Regions from separate parts of the Macaca mulatta genome. Here region 2 is linked to region 1. The links are chromatin contacts, called in public Hi-C maps. All regions are on one chromosome and are shown on one strand. The core of a region is the stretch at or near the end of the contact, and the rest is flanking DNA. Distances in the headings are between cores, read along the strand shown.

Region 1 (2,960 bases), core at 274-2,773:
TGATGTTCTTGTAAACATGATTTATCACATAATATGTACATTTACTATGCTTGTCACTTGAAATGTCTAAGAAAACACAAAATCAATCTTAAACTAGAAACTTCTATTGAATATTACATGAAGAGAGCACATATTCCGACAATTTCAAGTTCTTTTCATAGCCTTCTAGTACCAATAACTCAGCGTTAACGTCTTATTCTGTTCAGCACTATCTGATAATTTCTTTCATCCTCATGGACTCTAGTATTGGTGATTTTTCATCAAGTCTCAGTTTTATAAAACCATCCTTTACTTTGTAATAAAGCAATGTTGAGAGACATTTTCCATAATGCAGGGGAAAAATGTAGATCAATCACAAACTCAAATAATGTTACAGTTATAATACTTTGGACATTTTTTTCTATTTCTTCTGTGATGCTTTTTCAAGATAAGCTTCCCCCTCCCCCCTTTTTTCCCCTCCACCTGTGCACTGTCTTATCACAATATACTCTTGACTTCTGAAAATCAAGTTGCAGGATTGGTATAACTGGAATGCAGAGGTTCTCTTGAAGTAGTGTCACCACGTAACTATTCTCTATTGATAAACTTATCACAACCAAGTTCTTCTATCAGAGGGTTGATAACTTCAGATGCAGTCAGAGCTATCGTAAAGGTTAAAATATCGAGGTCCACCCTGTGAGGATTTCGCTGATATTCGGCATCAAACGCTGCTTCCCTTGCTCTGCAGGCTTCCACGAATCGCCTGCGGCGTTCTTCAAGCTCTTGTATTCTGCCGGGAGCAATCGGGTAATTTTCCAGATAGTGGCGGAGAAACTGCTGGTAATTGATTCCTAAAACGCTAAGTGGGTGGCGGAGACGGAGATAAGGCAACGCAGCCAGGCCTCCGTTCCCGTGCCTGGACCTGGGCCTGCCCTCGGGACCCTCTTCGTCCACCGGCTCCCCCAGCAAGCGGGCGACCTCAGCCATCCGGGCTTCCCTGGCTGCCGCCGCCGCCGGGCTTTCCCTACCCGCCGCGGCTGCCCTGGCCACCGCCGCCGCTGCCACCGGGGCTCCCCTGGCTGCCGCCGCCGGGGCTCCCCTGGCCGCCGCCATCCGACCTTCCCTGGCCGCCGGCATCTGGCCTCCCCTGGCCGCCGCCATCGCGCCTTCCCCGGCCTCCTCAGGCTGTGCCGGGGCCGGCTCCCGCCTCCCGCGGCCTACCTCCGCCTGCGGGACATCTCTGTCACCATTCGCCGCGCTTGTCTGCGGGACGCTGCTGTCTGCGGGCAGCTTGGACATCTTAGACTGTGGGGTCAACTCGGCTCCTCCCAAAGAAACTGGAATAACGGGACAGCGCGATGCCCGGTGGACGCCCCAGTGCGCGTGCGTGAGCGCTGTGCGCACTATAAATGCCGTGTGCGTAACCGGGCGCGAGAGCGTAGATTCTACCGCATACCCTGGGAGCAGTGCGCATGCGTACTTTCCCGGGGCCCGCAGTTCTGCAGATGCCCCCTCGAGGCCGGGAAGCGCCAACGCATCTGAAACAGCCCATGGCCATTTCAACCAGCTTGATGTTTATGAGAAATGCTTACAAGATCGCTTCTTATAGGCATTCTCAAGGTTCTGTCCTAGGGTGTTTCTCTTTGTTCTCCAGTAGATTATATGCCACCTCTATTATATATCAAGATATTTTAGATTCATGGTCTTTTCTGGATTTTTAATTTTTTTTTCATTCATTCCTTTGCCTATCTTCACCCATACGGATCGATTATAAAGCTACTAAAGGTTTATAATTATAGTCTTTTCTTGTTATCTTTAACTTTGCATTGACTACCTTGGACATTTGTTTTTCAAATCTTATTTGTGCAATATAACATTCAGAAAAGTAAACAAAACATAAATATACAGCTGAATGATTTATCACAAAGTGAACATCCATTTAACTGCCACACAGGCCAAGAAATGGAATATTTCCAGTATCCCAGAACCCTTCCTCTTCTTCTTATCACTATCCTTTTCTTTCTACCCAGAAGTAACTACTACCCTGATACTTACGGTAATCACTTTCTTGTTTTTCTTTTCATTTTACCACCTAAGGGTGCATTCTTAATGCTGTAGTTTAGTTTGGTCTGTATGATGAATTTTATGTATGTGAGAAACACATTCACCTGTCCAAACCCGAAGAATGGATTTGGAGGCACGAAGAACAGTGGAAGTGAGACTTTTAATAAAGATCTTGCAAGATCAGCTGGCGAGTAGGCAGGCACACCCAGAGCAGTCACAACAGGTAATTTATCTCCTAGCATGCAAGTCCCTCCCCCGGTTCCTAATTGGTCAAGTACTATGAGGTTACAATCTTCCCGGACTTCACCTAGGTTTCACTACCCCCTTTATAAGGTTATACCCCATCCCCTTACACGTTTAAGTTTCGATTTCCCAATAATAAAAATTCCTTCCTTTTTTTTTTTTTTTTTTTAAATGGAGTCTCGCTCTGTAGCCAGGCTGGAGTGCAGTGGCGTGATCTCGGCTCACTGCAACTTTTGCCTCCTGGGTTTGAGCGATTCTCCTGCCTCAGTCTCCCCAGTAGCTGTGACTACAGGCGCATGCCACTAAGCTCAGCCAATTTTTGTATTTTTAGTAGAGATAAGGTTTCACTATGTTGGCCAGGATGGTCTCAATCTCTTGACTTCATGATCCACCTGCCTCGGCCTCCCAAAGTGCTGGGATTACAGGCGTGAGCCACCGTGCCGCCGGCCACTCTCTTCCCTTTTATGGGCTGACCCCGCCTCTACATTCTATTCCCTTATTGTGACCTTCTAGGTGCATGAGCCCTGCGATTTGTTACATTTTCAGCCTGGCTGCCAGTACTTAGATTTATCATGCCTCAAAAATGAACCATTTAAAATGTTTTCTCACGTATACTCTTGTATCTGGTTTTTTGCACATAACATTATTTTTATGAGATTCACCCATTCACATTT
Region 2 (2,960 bases), core at 205-2,704, 470 kb after region 1:
TATTTAAAGGCTATGTGGGGTGGGTCATACCTGTAATCCCAGTACTTTTGAAGGCTGAGGAGAGAGGATCGCTTGAGGCCAGGAGTTGGAGACTCTAGTGAGCTATGATCGTGCCACTGCACTCCAGCCTGGGCGACAGAGACTGTATCTCTTAAAATAAAAATAAAAATAAAAAAAATATGAGTAGATGAATGATAACCTTTAGAAAGGATCCAGGAGGCTGGGTGTGGTGGCTCACTGGTTCACGCCTGTAATCCCAGCACTTTGGGAGGCAGATCACTTGAGGTCAGGAGTTTGTGAACGGCCTGGCCAACATGGTGAAATTCTGTTTCTACTAAAAATACAAACATTAGCCTGGGCAACAGAGTGAGACGCCCCCTTGAGGCAGGGGTGGGGGGGTGGGGGAGGGGGAGGGAAGAAGGGATGGAGGAAAGGGGAGCACATGGGGCTTCTACTGTTTGGTTTTGCGATCTGAATTCAGGTTGTAAGGGTGTGTTCACTTTGTGTAATTTCGTCGAGCTGTAATGATTTGTGCTCTTCTCTTTAACTTCAATAAAAGGTTTATTTAACAAAAACTGTAGCTGGTGTGAAGGGTAGCAGTGTATCCCTGGGGCCTGGAATACAGGCTTTGGGGTCAGACAGACCTGGGTCCCAATCTGTGCTTTGTCCTTTCGGCACGTTGTGACTACAGCTGGTGGCTTCGTGGCTCTGGGCTTGTTTCCTTCTCTATAAATGAGGAAACATAATACCTGCTACGATGATGCCTGTAAAGCTTAAGCACAGGACCTGGCATAGGTTTGTAAGGCGGAAACCTGGGATACAGAATTAAGGCCTATGGATCTCCTGTGCAACCCAATTTCTGGGCACTGGCTGCCTCATTTTCCCCAGCCCAGACGCGTGGGTTCTACTTGACTGGTTGCTCACTGCGGGCTCGGGGCTCCTCACTCCTGGGGGTAAAGCCCGGTACGAAAGGTCACCTTCAGGGGCAGCTCAGACCTTCCTACGCCCGCGCGGGGCACAATCTTGGGATCAGCCCCACAAGGAGACCCTACCCGCCCATACGATCCCTTCTGTGGAGCCCAGCTCAAGGCCCCTCCAGCCCAGACACTAAATGAAAGCTAAGAGCAGTTGGCCGCCAGACTGTCCGTGCCAGAGCTCTGCGAACTTACTCCGTTGAAAGAGCAACGGCCTTGCGCCACCTCCTGGGGTAAACCCCCAGCCCTTCACTGCAGGGCAAGATGGCGCTGTCGCGTGATGCTGCGCACGCGCACAGCTCCGGTCCCGCCCCCAAGCCTGCGGGTACGGACAGCGCACGAGCTTATGTTGAGGGCGGAGCCCAGATGAGCCCTTCATCCTATCCTGCCCTTCCAGCCACTCTTAGCGGTAACTTAAACTACGCTTCCCAGAAGCCTCCTCAGCCAGGGACTTCCGTTGTCGTCAGCGGAAGCGGTGACAGATCATCCCAGGCCACACAGAGGCCGGCTTGGTCACTATGGAGGAGATAGGCATCTTGGTGGAGAAGGCTCAGGTACAGTGGGGACTTGAGCTTTTTAGTCCGTGCTGGGCTCGCGGGGAGAGGGTGAAGCCAGACCTGAGTGGGGAGATGAATGGCTTCCGGGACCCCAGCCCGGGTTGGGGTGATTTCTGAGGCCTCGGTGGAGAGCTTTGTGCCGTTCGAAGGCTTGTCTGGGTGGCCGAGTGATGGTGGGAGGTAAGGCTCAGAAAGCGGGTCTAGGGGAGTGAGTGACGTTAGTGGGTCTTTGGGACGGATTGATTTCGAACCCTGGCCGGTAGTGCTTAGTTAAGTCGGTGGCCCGGCGTTGGGATTGGGTCAGGCGGTGAGTGATGTATGGGATCCAGCTGTGCGGCCGAGTGATCCCCGGGACTAGGCTGCGGGGCTGACTGATGTTCAGGGCTTTGCTGATGGGGGTAATGGGGCGGGTAGTTAAGTATTATCTGTGGCTTGGCTGAGTGATATTTAGGTCTAAGGTGAGTTAGGAGACTGTGACATAAGGGATCTTTGAGGGGAAACTGGGGAATGTTGGGACTCTTTGAAGGCGCAGTCACTTTAACAGCTTATCTAGGAGAGCCATGTGACATTAGGAACCTCTTGAGGGGGATCGGGTGGCATTTGGGTCTGATATGGAGTTGATGTAACATTTAGATCCTAGGTGGGGGTTGTGTGACACTGGGGACATGTTATGAGTGATATATGATAACATAAGAACTGTTTGGGGGCAAGTTGACATAAGGAGCTTGTTTAGGAGGCCAAAAACAGGATCTATTTAGAGGGTCTTATGATATCAGGGGTCTGTTAGGGGGTAAGTGACTTCAGGGTGACATGGGGAGGGGAACAAACGTTAGTGAAGTTGAGATGCTTTCATGAGAGGACCGTCTTCCAACGTAAGTTGTCCCTTTTGGTCTAGGATGAGATCCCAGCGCTGTCCGTGTCCCGGCCCCAGACCGGCCTGTCCTTCCTGGGCCCTGAGCCTGAGGACCTGGAGGACCTGTACAGCCGCTACAAGGTACATTCAACCCCCAACCCAGACCTTGCACAGGACCTGGCATCTTATACTCTCCCCATTTTCCACCACTCTCTGGATCAGCAAGGGCTGGAGCCATCCCCTTCTGTCCCCTCTCTGCTCACAGAAGCTGCAGCAAGAGCTGGAGTTCCTGGAAGTGCAGGAGGAATACATCAAAGATGAGCAAAAGAACCTGAAAAAGGAATTCCTCCATGCCCAGGAGGAGGTGAAGCGAATCCAAAGCATCCCGCTGGTCATCGGACAATTTCTGGAGGCTGTGGATCAGAATACAGCTATTGTTGGCTCTACCACAGGTGTGTGGGTAGCTAAGGACATCTAATTCATTCATTTGTCCACTTCACTATTTCCTACCATGTGCTAGGAAGCAGCAAACAAGGCAGGGCAGTGCAGTGCAGTGTTCTTCAGAGTATTTTGATC

Evidence for each region. Hi-C and Micro-C count contacts between places; a contact is called where the count stands out from the background.
Region 2: a Hi-C map of fetal cortex germinal zone shows a contact between it and region 1, with 2.2 times the contacts expected there. The contact joins the promoter of PSMC4 here to the promoter of EID2 in region 1. A contact is called at or near these places in 2 of 14 Hi-C or Micro-C datasets (fetal cortex germinal zone and fetal cortical plate).

Annotation. Positions count from the first base shown.
Region 1 is chr19:50,647,186-50,650,145 of T2T-MMU8v2.0, forward strand. EID2 (EP300 interacting inhibitor of differentiation 2) reads right to left here and starts at 1,524. Exons shown (of 1, transcript NM_001194175.1): 1 at 1-1,524. The coding sequence starts at 1,278. The coding sequence ends at 568. All of the region lies in intron 1 of GMFG (glia maturation factor gamma), which reads right to left.
Region 2 is chr19:51,117,850-51,120,809 of T2T-MMU8v2.0, forward strand. PSMC4 (proteasome 26S subunit, ATPase 4) reads left to right here and starts at 1,455. Exons shown (of 11, transcript NM_001266336.2): 1 at 1,455-1,528; 2 at 2,427-2,525; 3 at 2,650-2,836. The coding sequence starts at 1,493.